2 separate regions of the Mus musculus genome follow, and region 1 is linked to region 2. A link is a contact called in public Hi-C data. All regions are on one chromosome and are shown on one strand. The core of a region is the stretch at or near the end of the contact, and the rest is flanking DNA. Distances in the headings are between cores, read along the strand shown. Region 1 holds the start of Fbxw11 (F-box and WD-40 domain protein 11). Region 2 overlaps Nsg2 (neuron specific gene family member 2).

The links. Hi-C and Micro-C count contacts between places; a contact is called where the count stands out from the background.
Region 1: a Hi-C map of Th1 cells shows a contact between it and region 2, with 6 times the contacts expected there. The contact joins the promoter of Fbxw11 here to the enhancer-like site in region 2. A contact is called at or near these places in 2 of 39 promoter capture datasets (hippocampal neurons and pre-B cells) and 1 of 484 Hi-C or Micro-C datasets (Th1 cells).

The regions. Positions count from the first base shown.
Region 1 is chr11:32,640,696-32,644,282 of GRCm38.p6, forward strand. Fbxw11 (F-box and WD-40 domain protein 11) reads left to right here and starts at 1,860. Exons shown (of 13, transcript NM_001271347.1): 1 at 1,860-2,240. The coding sequence starts at 2,196.
Region 2 is chr11:32,008,784-32,012,391 of GRCm38.p6, forward strand. The region is part of intron 2 of Nsg2 (neuron specific gene family member 2); the gene reads left to right. Among named protein-coding and RNA genes, the nearest start is that of Nsg2, 10 kb to the left of the region's middle. Within about 2 kb of position 1,793, at least 87 of the 459 cell types and tissues checked have an H3K27ac peak or open chromatin away from gene starts, as enhancers often do. A contact at or near this core is called in Th1 cells, where this site is marked.

The DNA of each region.
Region 1 (3,587 bases), core at 610-3,109, 630 kb after region 2:
ACTGATGCGGCAGTCAGACCTTGATAAGCATCTGCTGATGGCTCTTGCCCTTTTTTGAGCCACCCTCCAGAAGCTTGGGAGGCCCCATGTGTAACCTCAGCTGATATATATATCACATTGGTCCAGATGAGCTTGCTTAATTTACGTAATTGTATAAGATAATAAGCCATTGTTATTCTAAGCCACCACGCCTTGGAATGGATGGTTATGTCACAATAGGTAACTGAAACAAAGGTCATTTAACCTAACCTCCTCATTACACTTCTGACTGTCCCAAGTCCAGAAAGGGAAGAGAGTTTGGGGAAAACCAGACAGCAAGGTATTGGCAGTAACTCCAATTCTGGGCTTTTCCCAGTTGCTTTTCTTTCAATCTCTTGGTGAAAGCCACTAGATAAAGATTCAAAGTCTATCTGCAGGGGATTTACACTGTGATGTGGATGTATACAGATTACTGTAATGCCTTGCTCCCTGGGAATCGTTAGAGTACTAAGTCATCCTCTTTACAGGGGCAAAGAATTGAAACAAACTTGAGAAGCAGGCAAGCAGGCACTGCTACTGTGAAGTGGGCTGGGTACAATGAGCCAGGCCCTTGAGACACTTTATAACAGCTCTGACTGCCAGGTCTCCTGTAAACATAAACAACTTAACAGTCCGTCAACATTAGACAAGGCCATTCTGTGGCCTTAGCTTATGGATCAAGACAAAAACAAGACCACCCCATAATCATTTGTGAACACAGATAAAACATGGACATTGTCCAAGTCCCTGAAACACAGCTACAAGACTAAACACTTGAATCTGGCTAACAGGAGAGGCTGTCAACAATTACTGGATTAGTTTTAATCTAATATAACTTCCCATAGATAAGGCTGAGGTGCCCAGTCTTATACCCCCACTTCCCGGCAGTATCTGCTCCAAAGCCCCTTCAAATCCTTTTCTACATTACCTAAGGTCTCTTACTGAGACGTCCCTGCTTCATCATGGTGTATGTTCATTTCTACTTCAGCTAGGAAAAAACCCACCTTGTTCAACTATCAGCGTGTTCCTGGGGGCTTTTGGTTCGAGGGTATTGACAGACTTGGAAGTCACAAGGAGTTAGAGGTTCTCTGAAGTCTCTAGATGCGTTTCTTCATATCATTTCTAACTCTTAGTCAATGTCTGCTGTCTTCCCACTAGAATTAAGCTGAATAAGAACAGAGGTCTCTCCGGTCATTCCCAGTGCTTAGGGCAGTACTAGTAGAAACTGAATGCTTAAAAATAAGTGTCTTCGGCCGGGCGGTGGTGGCGCACGCCTTTGAGGAGGTGGAGGCAGGCAGATTTCTGAGTTCGAGGACAGCCTGGTCTACAAAGTGAGTTCCAGGACAGCCAGGTATACAGAGAAACCCTGTCTCGGAAAAAAAAAAAAGTGTCTTCAAAATGTATAGCTTCTTTCTCATGGCTCAGCTCCTCCCAGTCAGTGTGGCAGATCTCCACACACCGCTTTCCCAGCTCAGTCTCCAAACTCTTAGATGCCCATCTTCCTTTAATTGTGTCTTCGACCTCGCGGGCCCCCTCCCACACTTCCTAGTGCAACCTGGGACCCACCTGTCTCCACCATCTGTCCCTACCAAATGCAACACACACGGAACGGCAGCGCTGCAGCCTAGACGACTAGTGGGCACCGCAGACACCCACTGCGCATGTGCGGAGATCGCTCGCTCGCACTGCAAAGATCTCCGACAAGTGAGGAGTTGCCTCGGAGTTTCCGTCCAGGTCCGTGCGGCTACGGGCTGCCAGGAAGTCAGGAACGACCAACCGGAAGAAGACCTCGCGCGCGAGGATTTCTGGGACAAGTAGTCGCGGCGCTCGCGAGGCCCTATCGCGAGCAAGCCCTAGATACTCCAGCTCTGCACGTCCGGCACTCACAGCCCTGCGCTCCCCTAGGTGCTCTCTCCGGTGGCAGAAGCCGGCAGATTGGACCAAGCGGCTTCTTGCTCCCACAAAGCTGCGCGAGCCGCCGCGGCTGCCGGGAGTTGTAGTCTTCGCTGTGCGTCCTGCGTCGGCCGAGGGTGAGGGCGGAGCTGCGGGCGGCCCGGGCGGGCTGGCAGCTAGAGTGGGTGCGAGAGCTGCCTCCACCGCCGCCGCCGCCACCGCCTCCTCCGCCCGGGCCGATCGCTGCTGAGCGGAGAGAGCGAGGCGGGGCCGCCGGGGCCGCCATGGAGCCCGACTCGGTGATTGAAGACAAGACCATCGAGCTCATGGTGAGTGCGGCCCACTGGCCTTCAGTTCTTCCGGCCGGCCGGCGGCCGGGGGGCCTGCCCACCCCGGCGTCCGCGCCAGGCCAGCCCTCGTTCCCCGCCGCCTGGGCCCGGCCGCCCCCCTGCTATGGCTCGTTGCTGACGCTTCGCGCTCTTGGGCCGGCACGGCCTCCACTCCCCGCGGCTCCCCCAACCCCCTCCTTGCCGGGCTCCGGCCAGTCTCCGGCGCCCCAGCCTCGCTCCTGCCGGAGCCACTGCTCACTCTTGCCTTGCCATCACACTCTGTTTTTAGAAGGGGATTTCTTTTTCCCTTCCCTGGATTCCTCTGGCCGGGCCTGCATCGCGCCTCCCAGCCTCGCTCAAGCTGAGGGTGATGGTGGTGGAAGGGAGTCCGAGACCAGTTGGAGCCGCTTCGGCCTCCATAACCTAGGCGCGGGGGGTGGGGTGGGGTGGGGTGGGGTGGGTGGTAGGGGTGGGTCTCAGCACCCTCGCCCCAAGCTACCGCTGTATGGATGCCAGGATAGCCCCATTGGACTGGGATGTTGGGGGTGCCTACGAGTCTGAGGCTGTTCCGGATAAGGGGCCTATTTTCCGGGCCCCTGCGGTGTCAGGCTTCTTGGACAAAGGGTTTCCTACCCTGCCGTGAAGGATGTTTGTATAGCAAGGCCCTAGGTACTCTTGAATTCCATCCCCCAGGAAAGGGAAACCATAACTTTTATCATTTGGGAAATGAGAGGGGAGGGAGAAGAGGTCGCGCTCATCACTGCCACCCTCTCTTATTTTAATAATAAAAAATGGGAGGGGGGTTTCTTGGCCCACGGATAAGCAGCGATCCCTGTACTGTTAGGAACCATTGGTAGCCAGCCTGGTCAGGTCTCCCCGGACACCCCTAACCCGTTTCTGACCTCAGACTTGGTGCTAGAAAGGTTTTTGGAAACAGGACTCTGAGTCTGGGAAAGTGAAGGATTTGCTCATTGGCGGAAGAAATAAAGTATGGCTGACTGGTATTACCTGCCAGTTTGAACGTGAGGGAAATCAAACTGGGCCCAGGAGAGTTGGGGAGGAAATCAGCCTCTGCAAATGAACATACAAAGGGCTTCTTCCTGTGAAAACCTTGATAGTTTTCTTTGTATCTCTACTGATATAGTAACAACTAGTATCTGCTCCACAGTATTAAGAAAAGGTGAAAGATCTGCTGAACTTAGCAAGATGTTTTCCTCGTCAGAGTTTCTCCAGTGTGAATCGCTTATTGAGTCAGTGATTCCACTGGGTAGGGTTGGTGACATCAGAGCCACTTCCCCCATTTAATGCTATAAATAATAAATGGTGATACTGAAAGTCTGTTGGATA
Region 2 (3,608 bases), core at 543-3,042:
ATTCATCCTTACTGTCCTTCCCATACCTGCTCCCTCCTCTGCTAAATCCTTTCTCCCTCTTAGTAGTCGTCTGCTTTTTTTTTTTTAATTTTTTTATTTTCTCTGTGTGCATGCTTTGTCTGCATGTATTTCTGTGCCTAGTGTCTATGGTGACCAGAAAAGGGTGTGTTGGATCCCTGGAACTGGAGTTACAGACAATACTGAGCCACCAATGTAGGTGCTGGCAATCAAACCCTTGTCTTCTTGAAGAGCAGCCAGTGTTCTGAACCACTGAGCCGCCTCTCTAGCTCCTCTCTCTTCTGCTTTTAGGTCATATGCATTATCTAACATCCCTGCTGTTTCTCCGTTAGATCCCTTCCTCCTGCTCTTACTCCATTCTTGTTGGCTGCGTAACCAATGCAGAGAGAGTCCTTCTGCAGTTATTTGACATTGTTTATAACATTAAACTGCATATATCACCTGGCTTTTGTGCTTCTTATTGTTAGGAATATATCCTATGAGCATTTTTTTTCCAGTTATACAACACCCTTTAGATATCACCAAAAAACTGGGACTGATTTGGACTGTTGAGAAGAAAGGGTTAGTTAAGTGAACACTGATGTAAAATGGAAAACTATGAGCAACTGGTGTGAGGGTGAGGCAGAGAGGCTTGGGGGAAAGGGCAACTGCAGCTCACTCCGTGAGAACATAGTCTAAGATGGTGGCATGCGGTCTCACGTACAAAAACAACATGCATAAGTTCTAGTCTCTTTTATTTATGTTTTATGTATTGTTGGTACTTGAAAACTGAACATATTGGGGGGCGCAAAACTGTGATTTTAAATTATGTGTGTGGGTATATACAGCAGCACCATATTCTCCGAGGCTGGAGGAAGATGTTGGATGCCCTGGAGCTGGAGTTATAGATACCACCTGATACGGGTGCTGGAGACCAAACTCTGGTCCTCTAGAGGAGCAGTAGGAACTCTTAAATGGTCTCTCCAATCCCCAAAATGTGATGTTTTGATACGTGTATACATTATATAATAAAATATACACAATAGATACTATTTAGCAATACGAGATTAAAATCTTTTCAGTCTTGGAGGGCAGACAGTATGTGTGTGCTTTGGTTGCTAAGAGAGTGACGTTGATGGAGTCCATTGAAGACCTTTGTCTATAATTTTCAGTTTTGTAACCATGAACACACACCAAACTTTTGTTTTAAAAAGACGTTCCCATCTCACCAAAGGTGAAGCAGCGTGGGAGGGTGGACGTGACTTGCTCTCTTCTGCTCGGGTGAGCCCCTGTGGAGAGCTGTTGAGCTGAGAGCTGAGGCACTGAATTGAGGTGATGCTGGCCACGCTGATTTATATTTTGTCTCTAAGAAAGCAAAGGCCTGGCAAAGAAAAGAGCCCTGGAAAGAGCCCAGAGCAGAGTGGCAGCTTCATATTAGCGTTCTGGGTTTGACTCATCCTGCTGTGTGATGTGAGCCAAATGTCTCCCTTCTTTTTACGCCAATCTCCCACTGTGAAATTGATGGCTCTGTATAGACTGCCACTAGATCTTTGAGCACAGGCTCCAGGTCCAGCTTTCAAGATCACAGGGGAAGATTTAATCCTGGGGGGAGGGGGGCAGTGTGAGGTGAGGGGGCGAGGGGGGCAGAGGTGAGGAGCAGAGAAGGCAAACGGGAGGATCTGAGTGAGGACTCCGCCCCCATCTGGCAACGTGGCCTCTTTGGCCTCCCTTCCTTTGTCTCCAGTGCCCTGGGGACCAGAGTGGTGAGGTGACAACTGACTGGATTCAGCACAGCCTCATAGCGACCAGTGAGGGTTGTGGTCTCAATCTTCTCTGGGCCAGATGCTCACCCATAGCAGAGTCGGTGAGAAGGCTAAAGTTCAAAAACGCAGACTTTGGCACAGGGCCAAGCACCTGGAGTAGTGGTACTTTTAAAAAGTGGTGATTGACAGAAAGAGCTCAATGTTGTTGTTTGCTCATTGGCTCAACCAGTTCCCACTCTCGGATTTGGACTAAAACTCCTCAACAGGAAAATAGGAAGGCTAGCAATGACTTTGACAGGGGTGGGGGTGGGGGTGGGGGTGGGGGGAATGCAGACTCAAGGACTGGAAAGAAAAGTGAAAATTAAAGCAGCAGCCGGGGCGGTGGTTGTGCACTGAGCGGCAGAAGCAGGCAGATCTCTAAGTTCAAGGCCAGCCAGAACTACACAGAGAAATCTGCCTTGAAAAATAAACACAAAAAAGGAAGGAAGGAAGGAAGGAAGGAAGGAAGGAAGGAAGGAAGGAAGGAAGGAAGGAAGGAAGGAAGAAAAAATTAAAGCAGGCCTCCACGGTGGAGTTTCCACCTGATGTGCCTGCAGCCTCTCACCCTGCGGCAGGGATGAGCCTTGGCTACAGGGAAGGTCTATTTTTGGCTTAGGCAAGCCCAACTCATAAAAACACAATCTTGCTCCTTGTCAGCACTTCTGCGCTTTCGTTTATTGTTCCTGCCAATCCTGGGGACTCACCATGTGGGAACCTCTTCATTATTGATAATCCAGGGAGGTAGTATTTTAAAATTTTATGATCTGCACTTTGAGCCATCTGAACCACCATGTAGTCTGGCCTTGCCAGTGAAGTGGAGGTGGAGAGGACAGAAGCAGGAGAGGGGATAGGGCATCCTTTGGAAATTAATAATTTATCCCATTTCTCAAAGTCAATTATATTAAATTGTATTCCACACAGTAGCAACTTGAAAGGACATTGGAGGACCAGTGTGTAAATGGGAGAAAACAAAAACAAACAAACAAAAACAGAGTGATTTTGCCCATACCTACAATATTTGAAAACCTGGAGCCTCATTTATTAAATGTCTGCAAAGCCCGCTTTTAACAATGAAAAGGCCAGGAGAGACGTTTATTTCGATCCTCCCCACCCCATTTTCACCCCATTTCTTTTTCAAGTCAAGCCAAGGCTTCCAGGGCTCTCTGTCTTGCTCTGTTTTCTTAAAGGGGAAGAGAGGGAGGTTATCCACAATAGTGCCTTTCTCTGCAAAATCTCTCCTCTCTCTCTCTCTCTCTCTCTCTCTCTCTCTCTCTCTCTCTCTCTCTCTCTCTCTCTCTCACACACACACACACACACACACACACACACACACTGGTTCTGGTTCCACTCCACAGGAACAAAGCACCAAGCTTCATGTTCCCCCACCCCCAACCCCATAGTAGCCTGACTCTGGTAACGTCATGGGTGGAGCTTTTGGGGTGTCCCCCCACCACAGCTTCCTCCCAGTCCCCGGGCTGCTGGGCAGCTTCTCCAGCATTGAAGGTCTAGAAGCCTGTTCCAGTGTTTACCGTCCCTTCAGCTCCCTGTGCCCTTCTGGCCATTTCTCAGTGGTGCTTACGACTGGCCTTTTCAGACAGTGCCTGCCCCTCCAACTTCATCTCTGTCACTTGTCTTGTGACACTGTCCTTTGGCCACCCAAAGATGCCCATCTGTGGTTCTGCCAAGAGTCAGCCTCCTCCCTCCATCTAGAAAGATCTTTTCTTTGGATCTGGAGACACAGGAATGGTCAGAAGAACATGTCTAGAGCCAAACAAGTTAAGGGAGAGGCGGGGGAGGTGCAAGGAAGTG